2 separate regions of the Gossypium hirsutum genome follow, and region 1 is linked to region 2. A link is a contact called in public Hi-C data. All regions are on one chromosome and are shown on one strand. Each heading gives the region's core, a stretch centred on a gene start, on an enhancer-like site or on the middle of the called end of the contact. The rest is flanking DNA. Distances are from core to core; before and after follow the strand shown. Region 1 overlaps LOC107903901 (trihelix transcription factor GT-1). Region 2 holds the start of LOC107903899 (3-oxoacyl-[acyl-carrier-protein] reductase 4).

Evidence for each region. A called contact is a pair of places that touch in the nucleus more often than the background predicts.
Region 1: a contact with region 2 is called in a Hi-C map of leaf, with 2.6 times the contacts expected there. The contact joins the enhancer-like site here to the promoter of LOC107903899 in region 2. A contact is called at or near these places in 3 of 34 Hi-C or Micro-C datasets (callus and leaf).

What each region holds. Positions count from the first base shown.
Region 1 is chrD05:38,411,647-38,414,346 of Gossypium_hirsutum_v2.1, reverse strand. LOC107903901 (trihelix transcription factor GT-1) reads left to right here. Exons shown (of 6, transcript XR_005914255.1): 6 at 16-756. Among protein-coding and RNA genes, the nearest start is that of LOC107903901, 7.3 kb to the left of the region's middle. Within about 2 kb of position 1,321, at least 4 of the 9 cell types and tissues checked have an H3K27ac peak or open chromatin away from gene starts, as enhancers often do. A contact at or near this core is called in leaf, where this site is marked.
Region 2 is chrD05:38,310,849-38,313,548 of Gossypium_hirsutum_v2.1, reverse strand. LOC107903899 (3-oxoacyl-[acyl-carrier-protein] reductase 4) reads right to left here and starts at 1,358. Exons shown (of 11, transcript XM_016830098.2): 1 at 961-1,358; 2 at 366-508. The coding sequence starts at 1,144.

The sequences.
Region 1 (2,700 bases), core at 72-2,571, 100 kb before region 2:
TGCTTAACTTTATAGGTGTTTCATGTTTGGTGAAGCAGACATGGTGCCAACTTGGCATTGTTGCACTTAAGACTTCTCGAGTTTAAATAAAGTGTTGTAGAAGCAAACGAGGGGATATGGATATAGAAACCAACTTGCCAATTTCATGGGAATTGAACTTACCCAAGTTGATAGAATGACTAAAGAGAAAGGATGGTATGCGTGTTACAGTACTTCATCAATCAACATCCTAATGATGACAAAGGTACACAACTGTTGTGCATTGGCAATTTATGGTCTAGTTGTGTTTCATAAGGTAATATGCCATGTTAGTACTACTATTTTGGATTTCATGCTATGGGGTGGAAGGAAGAACATGACATGTTAGATGAGAAATGCCCTTGAATTGGAATAAAGGTACAATGATCTCTTACAGGCCAATTAAAAAAAAGATATATATTTTTCAATAAAATATTAAGAGAAAAGAATGTGAAATGATAAAGTTAACTACTTCTCCAAACAAGTGTCAAGAAGAAGAAAATAATTTAGTGGGCAAAATGCATGATAGTGTTGTATGAGAATTATTAAAGTTGAAATGAATGATTGAATTAAGATATTGCTAGACATATAACACCGCTCCAGAAGACTTTTGTTCAAATTGTAGAGGCCCAGCAACACTATCAAGTGGATCATAAAAATTCTTTTTGAAAATACTAGTGTTGTAAAGTCTTGTAAAAAGGATATGTAGCAACAAAAGATTGATATGGAATTTTGTTTAATTCATAACGTTGTGATTTATTTTCTCTAATAAATGTTTATAGCTTTGTACTCTCGTATTTATGTATTTGTTTTATCGTGCACTTGTTAATAAAATTTTATTACTTGATTTATTGATTAAAAGAAGTTTTTTTTTCCTCAAAAAGTTAAGGATTCTCATTCTTACAACACCCCTTTTAAGACTAGAAATAAGGCTGAAGAATAAACTACTAAAATGGACAAGATCTAAAATTCTCAAGAAAAATGAAGGAATAACTCAACACTTTATAGGTGAGGTTTCTTATCCTCACCTAGGGGTACAAATTTTCACATTTCAATCACCACTTCAAGGTAAACTATCCCTGTGTCAAAAAAAAAAATTGAAACAATTGAAGTTCCAAAATTAGATGATCTAAAGGAGTTAGAGAAATTGAATATGTTTGAGGCAAAGATTGAAAAAGAGTTGCAAAAAATGGATATGGTTGAGAAAAGATTGAAGATGGACTTTTATGGGTCCATAGACACATACATACTTTCTTTTTGGTCCCATATGTGGCCATTCCACTCAAGTTTATGACACTTGACTTTGAGAAGTATGATGGGTCAAAAGATCCTGGTCCACATCCCCACGTGCTATTGAAAGATGGTTGCTCACATAAGGGATTAGAAATTTCTTATGCATATATTAAAAAATAGCCAGTCTAGGTTTGGGATTAGGTGGTATCCAATTAGATAATAGCTGAATTCATACTTGGAATGAGTTGACTACAGGTTTTGTTTCCCGGTACCAACATATTGTTTATATTACTTAAGACCACCTATCATTACAAAATATAGAGAAAAAAGGTTATTAAAAGTTTTAAAGAGTATACCCGGTGATAGAGAGGCCTTGTTGCAGACGTTCAACCACAATTATTCGATAAGGAAATAACCATACTATTTGTAAGTACACTTAAAGGTCCATATTATGACCTTTTGATCTGAAATGCATAAAGACCTTTGTGGATATGGTAATTTTGAATGAAATAATTGAAAATGGTATAAAGAATGGAAAGATGGATGTAGGAGAGGCAACTAAAGCTAGAAAGAGTTTGGCTCCAAGGAAGAATAATGGGGAAGTTCAAGTTGTGCACCTTGGGAAGAACTTAACACCTTATTTCCCTTACAAATCATATTCATAGTCTATGCTCCTGTAGCCTTACTACCACGACACTAATGTTGTTAGCCTAAACCTATGTAACGATCCTAAAGTCAATGGTGTCGGAAACGGTGATTTCAGAATCCTATTTTCGATGATCGAATCTGTAAATATTATTATTTAATATTTACGAGTCTAAGTTAATGGTATATTGAATTTCGGTCTAGTAATTTTATTAAATTGATAGCTAATTAAAGTATAAGGATTAAATCATAAAAATGGTAAAAGTTTAATCGATATAGATTTTTAATTAGCTAATAGAATAAAAGAGCAATTGTTAATAGTGGATAGTGGAATTTCATGATGGAATCCACGTTGTTTGATTAGTAGATAAATAAGATTAAAGTAATTTTATTAAATTGATAGTTAATTAAAGTATAAGGATTAAATCGTAAAAATGATAAAAGTTTAATCACTATAGATTTTTAATTAGCTAATAGAACAAAAGAGCAATTATTAATAGTGGATAGTGGAATTTCATGATGGAATCCAATTTGTTTGATTTGTAGATAAATAAGATTAAGTAAATTGTGATTAAATTAATTAAGTAAAGTTAATTAATTATTAATTAAAGTATAAAAAGGAAAATAAAAAGAATTTCCATCCATTTTTAATCATCTTCTTCACCTAACATGCAAATAAAAAGATAAGAAACCATTGTTAAACTTCAAGCTATTCGTCCATTAAGAATTGGTAAGTACACAAGTCCATTTTTTGTAATTTTTATGTTTTTGAGATCTCGAGAGCTTAAATTAGCTAACTCAAGT
Region 2 (2,700 bases), core at 109-2,608:
AAGCATGAAAGCCTTCAGGACACTATATAGTGTATAATGGGCCACCATTTAGAGTTTGAAAAAGATTTAACATATAACTTAACTTTAGATTAAGGTAATCATAAGCAGTATACTCGGAATAATTGATGAGATGATAACCAGTTCCATTTTCAAGAGATAGAAAACTACATGCAAACCTGATGCAAATCGAAGTTTAATTATTATTAATATTATTTATAAATTTTAAACATTATATGACGAAGATATCTCCCAGTTGTAGTTTCAGTCAAGACTTCAGCAGCTGCAAGTTACATTCTTCCTATGGCTTTACAATAAAATTTAAGGTGATAAGGGCAGTAAGATCCTGAAAAAGGACAATCACTAACCTTGCAACCTGCTTTACCTAAAGCCAACGCAACTGCTTTACCGATGCCTCTAGAAGCTCCAGTAACTATGGCTACGGGAGCTTCTACGTTTTGAGCTGCTTCAATGCTGGCTTGTTCAACAGTGGCAACCTGAGCTTTTACACCTGGAAAAGAAGCCAAAAACTAAAAAAAACTCAAAATCCAAAATTAATAGAAAATTTATCTCTCGTAAATCATCAATGATCTCTCAGATTATTAAAAAATGTAGCCTATTATCAGTTAAAACAACAAAATTCCACAAGCTCCAATAATAAATTTGATGATGATTCGGTATCCTTAAACTAAATTAAATAGAATTATATCTCTCATAAATCATCAATTATCTCTCGGATTACTAACAAATGCAGCTTATTATCAGTTATTGAAGTAGTTAAACAACAAAAGTCCACAAGCTCCAAAGATAAACTTGACTACAGTTCAGTATCCTTAATTAGCAAACATGCTTTCCAAAAAAAGAAAAGCAAACATGCTGAGCTTTCTGCGAAATTAGCATAAAATATTCCATAAAGATGAAAAAGGAGGGTGCTTAAAAGCCAAAGAAACAAAAAACAAATACCGGGGGACGCAAATGATCGTTTCGATTGGCACTGGAGACCGATGCAGGGCCGAGCCTGAACCGATCCGAATCCGGCGGAAATCGGAGACCATTGCCGAATCTGAACAAATTTTCGGTCAGTAGGATCAGCAAGCCTCGCGGCGGGTTTTAGAGCGACGACATTGGATCCGGTAACAGCAGCCATCGTAATCGGAGCTCTGAGGAATCTGCGAACAGCGAGGATAGAATAAGAACGGGAAGCGAAGAGGGAAGCCAGAAAATTAAGCCTTTATATAAAGCCGAAAGGGGAACAAAATAAAGGTTTAAATGGCGTTTGAATTTTGTTTTAGCTTTGCTTTGGGAAGTCCGGAGAGTGTTAAAGAGTGGGCGAAACTAACGAAGTGGGTGAGGACTGTTGTTATTTAATCCCAAAGATTGGTTGAATTCGATTATTATTACAGTAATGGGTCTTGGTTTAGCCGATATTTACAATGAAAACCAATGCCTCTAAATGGCCGATGGTAAAGCGGTAATATCCTCTAGGTGGCAATGCAGTAAAACAGTCTTTTGGGCACCTTATTGTAAATCGGATCAGTAATCCGTGGAAATTTAGATTTAAGTAGTTCAACTGCAACAAGACGATGGAATTAGGGAAAAAAAAAACTTACGGTGTTCTTTTATTGAAAAAATAACAACATTTAGTTTTTTTTATATCCATTAGAAATTTTATACACGCGTATTTGTCATGTGCTACAGATCAAAACCCATGACAAATGCATAAAGAGCGTTTCAAGGAGGTCAATCGATTAAACGTGACTTATTTGATCCACTTGAACTAATTTAGAAGATGTGATGTCTTAGAATATTTGATTTTGTAATATCAAGGGATTGTGTAAATCCCTTAAAAATCTCAATTGTAGATAGGCTCTAATCTTGATCGTCAATGTAACTCGATTTATACTGTTGGATTTTGGAGCAGCTCAACTATAAATAGAAGTCTTTCCTTTTATTTGTAATCACTCAGTTGTAATCTTCAAAGTAATAGAGATACTTTAAGAGCATTTACTCAAATACCTGGTATGCTTTTGCTTGTGACTTTTTTGTTCTTTCGTTGATCTTTTATTTTTGAATTGCTTCCACTTTATTTTTGGTGCCTTCGAGAAATTCTATCCATAATTCTCATTTTGCAAGAGCTACACTTTAGGTGGATTTGAACCTAAGAAATCGTCTAAGGCTACATAGACTGTGAGACTAAAGTTCTAGCCCCGTGACAGTTGGTATCCGAGCTAAGGTTAGAAGGTATCGATCGAGATGACGAAAGGAGTAGATGGTCAGATTGAGCCAATGGAGATTTGTGAGAGTGTAACACCCCGAACCCGAAACCGACACCGGAGTCGAACACGAGGTGTTAACTGACTTTAACCCCTTATAAAATTTATTTTCCAGACACTGCCCAATCTGTGTACTAGTCGTTTTAAAATCATATCTTGAGTTTTGTAACTCGAAAATCAGTTTTGTAATTTTTCCCAGAAACTAGACTCATGTGTCCATCTATGTATTTTTTCTAGAATTTTTGGTCGGGCCAATTAGTACAGTTTATTAGTCAAAGTCTCCCATGTTGTAGGGGTCGACTACACTGACCTTTGCCCATTACGACTTGAATATCTCCCTGCACGGGGCTTCAATACTGATGCCGTTTGTTTCTATGAAAACTAGACTCAGAGAGGAATCTATACATATATGGTACGACCCCTAATTATC